2 separate regions of the Zea mays genome follow, and region 2 is linked to region 1. Evidence: chromatin contacts called from public Hi-C data. All regions are on one chromosome and are shown on one strand. The core of a region is the stretch at or near the end of the contact, and the rest is flanking DNA. Distances in the headings are between cores, read along the strand shown. Region 1 holds the start of LOC103632101 (splicing factor 3B subunit 3). Region 2 holds the start of LOC103632103 (5'-nucleotidase SurE).

What was found. A called contact is a pair of places that touch in the nucleus more often than the background predicts.
Region 2: a Hi-C map of leaf shows a contact between it and region 1, with 6 times the contacts expected there. The contact joins the promoter of LOC103632103 here to the promoter of LOC103632101 in region 1. A contact is called at or near these places in 4 of 25 Hi-C or Micro-C datasets (bundle sheath, leaf, leaf mesophyll and 1 more).

Annotation. Positions count from the first base shown.
Region 1 is chr7:17,484,527-17,490,095 of Zm-B73-REFERENCE-NAM-5.0, forward strand. LOC103632101 (splicing factor 3B subunit 3) reads right to left here and starts at 3,085. Exons shown (of 15, transcript XM_008653953.3): 1 at 2,489-3,085; 2 at 1,912-2,046; 3 at 1,718-1,797. The coding sequence starts at 2,695.
Region 2 is chr7:17,803,176-17,808,744 of Zm-B73-REFERENCE-NAM-5.0, forward strand. It overlaps LOC103632103 (5'-nucleotidase SurE), which reads right to left and starts at 3,219. Exons shown (of 9, transcript XM_020540888.2): 1 at 2,850-3,219. The coding sequence starts at 3,034.

The DNA.
Region 1 (5,569 bases), core at 1,835-4,334:
GGGGGGGGAGGCATTGTTTGGGGAAGAGTTTGTCGGCCTTTTCAGTCTCAAAGAGCTTGGTTGGGCTCTCAAGATGGCTATGGCTGTCAAAAACAGAGCCTGGAAAGCCTTGGTCTGCCCTCCGCCCCTCCCGTTGCAAATTCCTGAGAAAATGACAACCTTCTTCCATATGGCTGTTGTCACTGAAATTCGCAATGGTGGTTCAACTTTTTTTTACTGGAAAGATCGATGGCTTCTAGGCAAATGTATTGAGGACCTTCTGCCACGTCTGTTTGCTACTATACCTCGGCGAGCAATCTATACTACTCTATTAAGAACCTAATGTGGGCACCTGGTGCTACCACGGCTTCACCCTCCGCGCTGATACTCTGGACCCGCCCCACGCGCCCCGCCTCGGCACCAAACCCTGTGGGCCCCACACCCATCGCCCGTGCAACGATCTCTCAGCTACTACCCTGTGGACCCCCAGCACCCGCGCAACCAGCTATTGCGCCTGCCTAGCACCCGACCCCGCCCGCGCAGCTACCACACCGCGCAAAAAATAGTGCAAAGCGAGCACTCGAACCCACGCCCCTGCTCCCGAAATTAGGGGTTAACCACCAGACCACACGTACCTTAGTGTTTAGAAATTAACAATAATTATATTTGAATAAATATATCAATACCTATTTATATATATGATATATAAAAACCGTAGCAAAGCACAGACGCCTGGCTAGTCAATAGTAGAAGGGTGCAAGACGCTCTACTGGATAGGAAATGGATCTCAAACATCAAATGTACCTTAACCGTAGGAGTCATTTCTGATTTTCTTACCCTCTAGGACGTCTTACAAACTGTTAAACATGTGTTCAGGGTAGCCACCAATGGCAAATACTCAGCAAAGGCAGCCTATGAGGGTCTATTTTTTGGATCAACCCTTTTTGATCCTTGGGAAATAATTTGACACTCTTGGGCTCCACCAAAATGTAAATTTTTTGTGTGGATGGCTGCTCTTAGGAGGTGCTGGACAGCAGATCGACTGCGTAAAAGAGGGTTGGATCACCCTGAATGTTGCCCTCTTTGTGATCAAGAACATGAAACCATTAATCATCTTCTAGTTGGATGTGTTTTTACAAGAGAATTCTGGTTCACTTTGCTTGAGCAAGTTAACCTTCAAAGCCTTGCTCCACAACCAGGTGAAGGGAACGCAATGGAATGGTGGCGGAAGATAGCTGATAATGTGCAGGGTGTAGCTGCAAAGGGGCTGAATTCTTTTATTATTCTTGGTTTTTGGACAATCTGGAACCACATAAATGGATGTGTTTTTGACAGACACTGTCCAAGCATAGTGCTTGCTTTTAAAAGTCTAGATGATGAGAAAGTGCTTTGGGAGTTGGCAGGGGCTAAAAACCTCTCCCTCCTCTTGGCTCCAGTCCCAGGCGTGAGTAGTCTCTTTAGTTCTTAATGGAACCCTTTTTGTATGGTGTTTTCTGGCCACCGTGAGGTGCCTGTAGTTTGTATTGGCTGTTCTGGTCTAATTTGGACCTTGTTTTTCTTCTTAGTATAATGATACGCAGCTCTCCTGCGTGTTCGAAAAAAGTAAACATACTGCTAGATGCATAAAATACAGTTGACTAAGCATTACCATAAAAACAACATTTAAGAGCCAAAATCTAGTACCAACAAGCAGAGAACAAAGGCATAAAAGTTAAAAACAGAGGCAAATAGAACTAACCTGTGCATCTCAGAACAAAAGTAAAGAAGAGAAAGCTTTCCAGAATCTGAAAGGACAACCAGAAGATCTTTGCATTCTATCTGAAAAGATCAACAATTAATTAATCACTCACTTCCAAACACAATTAGACACAGATGTGTTGTGTACAAAAGAACATTGAAAAGATTGCGGACTGTAGTGAGAAGGAAAAGTACCTGTGGAATTAAACCATTATGTCTAGAGTGCCATTGCAATACACCAATATCTTTTATAATCCCAAAAATGTCTTGTTCACATATTGACTGTAAAACACCATCATCACCAACAGCAACCAACTCCAGTGAAGTTTCCTGAAGCAGAACCCCAGTTACATGAAACAGGGAACATGAACCAGCAAACGCATTATGTAAATTGTAAAATTGATAGAAGATGTCGTCTGTCATCTTGGCTCAGAGCCTTATAGTCATCGGCTGTGGAATTGAGGTTATCGGAGTTTTGTCTATTGGCGGTGCAATATTCAGCGACCATCCACCACCCTCAGTTCTAGGAGCTGTAGCTTGGTTGCTTCTCTCTGTGGTTGTTAGTGATTGTTGTTCTATTGTATGTGGTTTTGCTTGTGCTCTCTTTCTGGCCTTTCTTGCTTTGTAACTATGGGCTCATGACCCAATTTGTAACTACCATTACAGGCTTTTGACAGAAACTGTGGTAATGAAAAGGTGGGGATAGTTCATCCCCCGGTGATCTCACAAAAAAATCCATCTCTCCTGTGAAAGTGTGGGGAGCAAAGCAAACCTTGGCGAGGACGACGTCCGCGGAGTCGGGCGAGCGGAAGCAGCCCTCGGCGACGTGGAGCACGGCGCTTCCCCGGAGCACCCGCTTGGCGATGTAGTGGGTGGCGTCCGCGGTAGACGTGGACGCGGATGTCGACGCGGAGGTAGAGGGCCCCGAAGAGGACGCCGCCGCCGCCGCAGAGGCGTCGCCGGCGGTGGATGGCTTCATCCGCAGCCTCTGCAAGGGTTAGGGTTTGGTTGGTTGATTCAGACACGTGATCTCGCCTAGCCGAAGGACGGAGCCTCTGGATTCTGGCTCAGGGAGAACGAGGCCAAGTTAAACTAGCGGATCCAGCAGCGAACTAGCGACGCCGCTGAGCGGAACCAAACCAACAAACCAAACAGGCAACAAAAGTTGAAAATGGGATCATACCTACCAATAGTAAATGATTTCTATTCTATCCTAACATAATAATAATTTACACGAATTCAGTACGACATTATCCCCTAGTTCCCAATATGTTATTATAGGTCTTGAAACCAAACGAGTCGAGTCGAGCCGAGCCGAGCCGAGTCGAACCGATGAGTGTAGAAAACTGGGAGACGCCTAGGAGGGGGTGAATTAGAACTTCCAAAACTTTCACTTAAACTAGATCACAAATAATTCTTTAGAGCAAAACTTATGCAAATAATCAAACTAGAATGTGCAAGCTAGGTTTTGTCTAAGTGTTGTTATCTCTACCGCAATGGTTAAGTTTCAATCTACATTATATAAGTATGAATACAAGATTGAAACTTAAATGTTTAATATAAATGCGGAAACTTAAATAGTAAGGTAGAGATGCAAACTCTCGTGGATGACGCCGGTATTTTTACCGAGGTATCCGGAACCACATAATGTCCCGACTAATCTTCGTTGGTGTCCCTACGCAAAGGGAAGCCCACGCGAGGGCCAAGCACCTCGATCGAGTAACTCCGTAGCTGCGGGCCTTCTCCACGCGCAAGTGGTGCTCCGCTTCCGGCTCCTCTCGGACGCTCCCCGTCGTCTCCACTATCGAGCTTCCGGCCGAAAACGTCGCGGGCCTCGTTCCCTCCGGTATACGGTGGCGGTCGTGACACAAACGCGGTTGTCATGGTCTCGCAAGACTCTTGCCCCACTCGGTACAATTACAACGGCTCGCGCAAGAGACGAGTGGTTGTTTGGTTTATCTAAACTCACTCAACTAACTAGGATTCACCTAGAGCAAGCGCTAGAGCGGTCTAACTAACCTAAGCACTTCGCAAAGCACCTACGCTAATCAACAAGTGATTCTATTAAGCACTTGGGTGTATGAGCTCTTGGAAATGTGAACTATGTGCCTTGGTATGTCTCTTGGGCTCCCACACCTGGAAATGACTGGTTGGGGTGTATTTATAGAGCCCCAACACAAAACTAGCCGTTGGAGGAAAGATGTTGCTTTCTGTGGTGCACCGGACAGTCCGGTGGGATCACCGACAGTCTGGTGCCCTTGTCCGGTGCGCCTAGTCGTTAGGTCTGTCAGAGCAGGTGACCGTTGGCGCGTAGACTTTATACACCAGACAGTCCGGACTTCACACCGGACAATCCGGTGGTCTTCCCTCCACGGTGTCACCTGGAACTAGCCGTTAGGGCTACTATTCCTGGTGCATCGGACAGTCCGGCGTGAGGCACCGGATAGTCCGCAGGCAACACTTGATTCTTCTCTTGGACTTCACTTGATCTTCTTAATGTCTTCTTTTGAGGTGTTGCTTTCCTCAATATCTTGGTCCAAGTTAGTCTGGTGCGCCAGTCTACAGCACACTCAATTCTTTGCTCCGGTTTATTTTTGTCCCTAACTTGAATCTTTTATTAGTTTGTGTTGAACCTTTTTGCACATGTAAAACATGTATTCTAGAGCAAACTAGTTAGTCCATTTATTTGTGTTGGACATTCAACCACCAAAATTAATTGTGGGAAAAGGTAACCCTATTTCCCTTTCAATCTCCTCCTTTTTGGTGATTGATGCCAACACAAACCAAAGCAAATATATCAAGTGCAGAAATGAACTAGTTTGCATAAGGTGAGTGCATAGGTTACTTGGAATTTAAACCAATCTATAATTTCACTAGATATGAGTGGATTGCTTTCTTCTACTTAGTATATTGGACCACATTTGCACCACTTGTTTTGTTTTTGCAAATTCTTTTGTAAAAATCTTTTCATAGTCTTTTGCAATTAGTCAAAGGTATATGAATAAGATGGCAATAAGCATTTTCAAGATTTGAAATTTCTCCCCCTGTTTCAAATGATTTTCCTTTGACTAAACAAAACTCCCTCTGAATGAAATTCTCCTCTTAGTTTTCAAGATGGTTTTAATAGATATCAATTTTGAAAATGTACCTTTAAATATACCAATTGAAAGGACTGTCATTACAAGATACCAATTGAAGTCTTAACACAGTACCAATTTTTTGCTCTCTCAAGATAAGGATATCAATTGATATATGACATAGATACCAATGAAGAATATCAATTAAAGCTTCATCTTTTATATCAATTAAAAAACAAACATTTGTGAAAACCAAATGAATCTTCATTTCGATTTTTTTTAAATTGGTGGTGCGGTTCTTTTGCTTTGGGTTTAATATTTTCTCCCCTTTGGCATTAATCGCCAAAAACGGAGACTGTGAGAGCCCTTGAGTTACTTTCTTTCCCATTGGTACAAGTAAATATGAGTGAAGGATTATACCAATTTGGAGTGAGTGGAGTAGCGACGAAGGATAAATGATACCGTTGTAGTGGAGTGGAAGCCTTATCTTTGTCACATACTCCATTTCCCTTTCAATCTATGACTAGTATGAAAATATACTTGAAAACACATTAGTCGTAGCCTTGGTACATAAGAAAGATGCAATTGTACCAAAATGAAAAAGATATGATCAAAGGTATATAAAAGAGCTATGTGTGCAATGTTTCAATCAAAATTCCGAGAATCAAGAATATTTAGCTCATTCCTAAGTTTGCTAAAGGTTTTCTCATCTAAAGGCTTGGTAAAGATATCGGCTAATTGATATTTGGTGTTGACATAAGCTATTTCGATATCCC
Region 2 (5,569 bases), core at 1,969-4,468, 320 kb after region 1:
CTATCTAAAGTTTCATACTTACCTGCCAGATACATAGTATTGAGATATTCCTTCTTCTGAAAAAGCAATAAATAAATCTTCAATTGAAAGGATCACTAGCTGAGTTGGGTGGGTGGTTTGAGTAGCACTCCTCAGGTCTGAGTTCGACTCTACGGGAGCGAATTTCAGACTAGGGTGAAAATAATCCCCTCGTCTGTCCCACGCCAAAACACTGGTCTATGGCCCGATCCCAATCGTGGTCCTTCTCACATGGTCTACAGTGTCGTCGCGTATGGGTGGGGTAGGGGTTCGGAGGTTTTCTCGGCTTGTGTGAGAAGATCTTCTTAATACAATACCCGGGGTTGTCTTGCACCCCATAGGCCGAGTTTTTTATAAATAAATCTTCAATACATTATTTTTTGTTTATTAATTTGCGTGCCAGGCCTGAAAAGTTTGAAATAGTGGAGAATTCCATTAAAATTAATTCTAACCTAGGGCTTCCACACAACAGTTGTGCATTCACATTTAACATGTTTATATAGTTTTTCTATACGCCCGAGATTTCATATGTTATACATAATAGTTTTACAATTCTGCAGTATTTTCATATATTACCAGATGGTTGTGCTTGGAACATTCCTTTTCTCAAATATGGAAAAGCAATAATTCGTTGAGAACTGATACAAAGGGCACACGTTTCTGCCGATGGTTCATTATTTATGGTCTTTCTTGGCAGTTCTACTTACATAATCTTAAAGTTTGTCTCTGCATGCAAGAAGTCAGATGGCATGCTCTAGACATGAGTTTATCTGCAATCTAAAATATTCCCCTGCTGGCCAAATTGCTTGCGATTTGGTTGACTGAGATGATTTGCAAATGACCCATGTTCATTCCTAACAAACCACCTGTCCCTATCTCAAAATAATCATTGTTTTGCAGTAATACTTTCTTCAAGCTGGTTTAGTAAGTGATGGCTTTGTTATCAAGCACCGTGTTGAGGACAACCACCCTTTCAATAAGCATCAATCGTCACTATGAGTAACTAAACTTGCTCGTTTAGATTCTTCTTCAGAGTTCAGAGTAATTCCTGTTGTCATGTACCTGTATGTGGCTTCATTTCTGTGATAAGCCCATGGTTTTTAAAGCGGTAAGGCGGTCCAAGGCGTTGGAGCACCGCCTGGACGCCTAGGCGAGGTAGGCGGGCAAGGCGCCTAGGCGTTAGATCACCGCCCGGACGCCTAGGCGTCGCCTAGGCGATGCCTTAAGAACAGAGGATAAGCCACCAGGACTTGAAGTTGGATAATATTGTACTGAAGAGCAGCCTGATGTTGTGCCTAAATTTTGAAGATATAAAGAGGCCTTTATTGTTTAACAAGGCTTGCTGAAAAGGCAAAATATGACATTAAATTGTGTTATCTTTTCTCACACCCACACTGCTTTATTGCCTTAAAGAGACATAAAACAATGCTTAAAATACTTTTCTTCAATTCCATTTTTTTGTCTAATCTGTTCGTAGTTTCACCATATTTATTTTATACTAATGCAGGAGTTACCAGAAACGTATACAAATACATAGAGCTCAAATTTTAATGCCTCACATATTGCTTTTCAATAGTTAGTAAAAAAGGGGGGCAGACCCAATACCGGAGGCTCCTACACGAGTGGAGTTTAGGAAAGGAAAAAACCGAGGCAAGCCTTTCTCCTATAAATACGGAGATGATGCTTCGAAGTCGTGACCTAATGACTCAGTGAGATAGCTCTCACTACTGTACCAGGACTGCCCTTCACTTTTCAAGAGTAAGCTCATATTTTTTGGACTGGCAAGCATAAATCCTGAATACATGAAGTCTTACCATGGCAATTCTTATCCAAGTTTGTGTGAGTCTGTATAGTTCTCTTGCGTTTTTTCGAAAATACTGACAATATTAGTTCTCCTGCGTTTTTTCGAGAAAAAAAAAGTCTGTATAGATTACTTGCTCTGCATATACAAATGCATGGTTTTATTTTTCTGATATGAAGTTATGAACAACATAACTTTCTGAAATCCCCTTGTGCATACTTTTGGGAGGTACAAGAGATAACCAATCAATGATAGGAGTAGCAAAAATACTGAGGTTCTGTGCTAGTATCTATTCAGTGATTTGATGCGTTTGAGGTATAGTGATACCATGTGGCTCATAATATTATGTTGTTAAGCAGAGTTAAAATTTATTTGCCTGTTGATTTTGACCCACTGTTTATTTCAAACTTTTATTGCGTTGAAAATTGTGAGGCTTTGGATCCACTATTTTTTCATGCTCTTGTTGCGTTGAGAATTTTGGGACTTCCGTAGCAATGCACAGGCATCTGCCTTCTATTAAAACAAAAACTTGTCATACCGAAAACACCTGTAAACATTGCATGGAAACATTAATTGATAAATTTTGCTTCTCAAGGCCAAACTTGTATTTCCTATTTCTTAAATTCTTTACCGCAAATTTAGCACCCACAATTTTCATACCAATGCAATGATCAAGAGGGAAAACATCAACTAAGCGGTCATCTGCTGCAGACACATCCAGAAATTTACGAAAGCAAAAGGAAATATTGTAACTCATTTAGAGAATAAGTGAAACCGATAGAAACATGTTATTCCAAATTCCTCTGATTCGTCTTCTGGGCGAGAATGCCAGAAAGAGAAAAGGATAAAAAAATCCCAGCACAATTCTAGTTCTTTTTCCTAGCCTACTACGTCCTCTCGGGGTAAATCCCGTGATCCTTCCGCAGAATCTACGCAAGGCACCGACCAATCAACCAAACAAGCAGGAAACCGCAAGGGAGCGAGTAGCAGATAAGGGAGGGATCGCGAGACGAAGGAGGAAAGCATTTACGTGTCGGGCGCGCAGACGAGTACGCGGTATCGCCCTGCGGCGACGAGACGGTCGACAAGGAAGCGGAGCCCCGGCGCGTCGATTCCGTCGTCGTTCGTCACCAGCAGCACCGGCGCCGGCGCCGCAGCCGCGGCCGCGGTAGCAGCAGCAGTGGTGGAGTCCATGCGAGACTGCGAGCGCAGCATGGGGCGTTTCCGTTCGTGCGTAGGGATGTGAATGAGGAATTCCCGTTGGGGAAGAGTCGGAAGACTCCCCGTCTCCGCAGCGACAAAAAGTACCAGTCGCCGTCCCCGCGAACAAAAAGTACCAGTCGCCGTCCATAATGGGATTTTTTTTCCGTAGCGAATATGTCCCTGGAATAAAATATGTAAAGTTATTAGGGTGTTTGGTTGCACTTTCTATATCTTACCAATTAGTGCTAGTTTGAGAGAAAAAGAAAAACGGACTAAATTGAGAGGCTAGAATCACATTCTTATTTAATTTTAAATAAAAAAAGTTTTAGTCTCTCTAATCTGTTTCGGTTTGTAGACTTCCAAACTAATCCTTAGGTTATCCGAAATATTCGGTTTGGGTAATTCAGGTGAATGAAAATTCAGGTATTAAAAAATGTTATCTGATTTTTGTTTTAAAAAAGTATTACCCACGATTTTGGTTACATGATATTTCGGGTTCAGATTCATGTTTTACTTGATATACCCAAAATTGACAAATTCAACCATTTTTAAAAATTCTAGTAGCATTTAAAGCAACAAACAAATGTTTTTAAATCATATCATGTCTTCATATTAATTAACAACAAAACAATTATTAAGTTAGCATAAATCTATATTGATTTGTTCCAGTAATATATTTATATTGCATCAAACCACTTCTTGTTCGGTTATTTCCGTTCCATATGGATTGGAGGGGATTGGTATGGATTATAAGGGATTTTGACTTACTAGGGATTAAAACCGACTCAATCCCCTTCAATCCATATGGATTTGGGTTAAACCGAACAAGCCCTTATGTTTTTGTATTTTTGGTAATTCAGGTAGTTTGGGTGGTAACCGAACTACTGAAAGGGAATTAGGCTTACACCTATTTCCTAAACTAATTTTGGTGGTTGAATTGCCCAACACAAATAATTGGACTAACTAGTTTGCCCAAGTCTATAAGATCTACAGGTACCAAAGGTTCACAATAAGCCAATAAAAAGATCAAGAGAAAGGGTTCAAACAAAGGAGCAAAGGGACAACCGAAGGCACCCTGGTCGGGCGCACCGGACTGTCCGGTGTGCCACCGGACAGTGTCCGGTGCACCACCGGACAGTGTCCGGTGTACCAAGGAACTCCAAGCTGAACTCCGCACCTTCGGGAATTCGCAGAGTCGTCGCGCTATAATTCACCGGACTGTCCGGTGTACACCGGACAGTGTCCGGTGCTCCAAGGATGAAGAGACTCTGAACTCGTCGGCTTCGGGAATTCACAACGGCTAGTCCGCTATAATTCACCGGACATGTCCGGTGTACACCGGACTGTCCGGTGTGACGCCAGCGCGCACAGAAGTCAGGCACGCCCATGCTGGCGCACCGGACACTCCACAGTGCATGTCCGGTGCGCCACCGGACATCGAGACGGGCCTAGCAGTCAGAGCTCCAACGGTCGGAACCCTAACGGCCTGGTGACGTGGCTGTCGCACCGGACATGTCCGGTGTGCACCGGACTGTCCGGTGCACCATACGACAGACAGCCTCCACCAAACGGCTAGTTTGGTGGTTGGGGCTATAAATACCCCCAACCACCCCACATTCAAGTCATCCAAGTTTTCCACTTCTCAACCACTTACAAGAGCTAGGCATTCAATTCTAGACACACTCAAGTGATCAAATCCTCTCCAATTCCACACAAGGCTTTAGTGATTAGCGAGAGAGATTTGCCGTGTTCTTTTGAGCTCTTGCGCTTGGATTGCTTCTTTTCTTTCTCACTTGTTCTTGTGATCAAAACTCACTTGTAATCGAGGCAAGAGACACCAATTGTGTGGTGGTCCTTGCGGGGAAGTTTTGTTCCCGGTTTGATTTGAGAAGAGAAGCTCACTCGGTCCGCGGGACCGTTTGAGAGAGGGTAAGGGTTGAAAGAGACCCGGCCTTTGTGGCCTCCTCAACGGGGAGTAGGTTTGCGAGAACCGAACCTCGGTAAAACAAATCCGCGTGTCACACTCTTCATTCGCTTGCGATTTGTTTTGCGCCCTCTCTCTCGGACTCATTATTATTTCTAACGCTAACCCGGCTTGTAGTTGTGATTAATTTTGTAAATTTCAGTTTCGCCCTATTCACCCCCCCCTCTAGGCGACTTTCAATTGGTATCAGAGCCCGGTGCTTCATTAGAGCCTAACCGCTCGAAGTGATGTCGGGAGATCACACCAAGAGGGAGATGGAGACCGGCGACAAGCCCACTACGAGTCACGGGAGCACTTCATCGGAAGAGTCCCGCACCAAGAGGAAGGAGAAGAAGAACTCCTCCAACAAAGGGAAGGGGAAGGAGAAGAAATCCTCTTCCCACAAGTCACATCGGAGGGGCGACAAGCACAAGAGGATGAGAGAAAGTGGTCTACTACGAGACCGACTCTTCATCACCATCGACCTCCGACTCCGATGCGCCGTCCATAACTTCTAAGCGCCAAGAGCGCAAGAAGTATAGTAAGATCCCCCTACGCTGTCCCCACATTTCAAAGCGTACTCC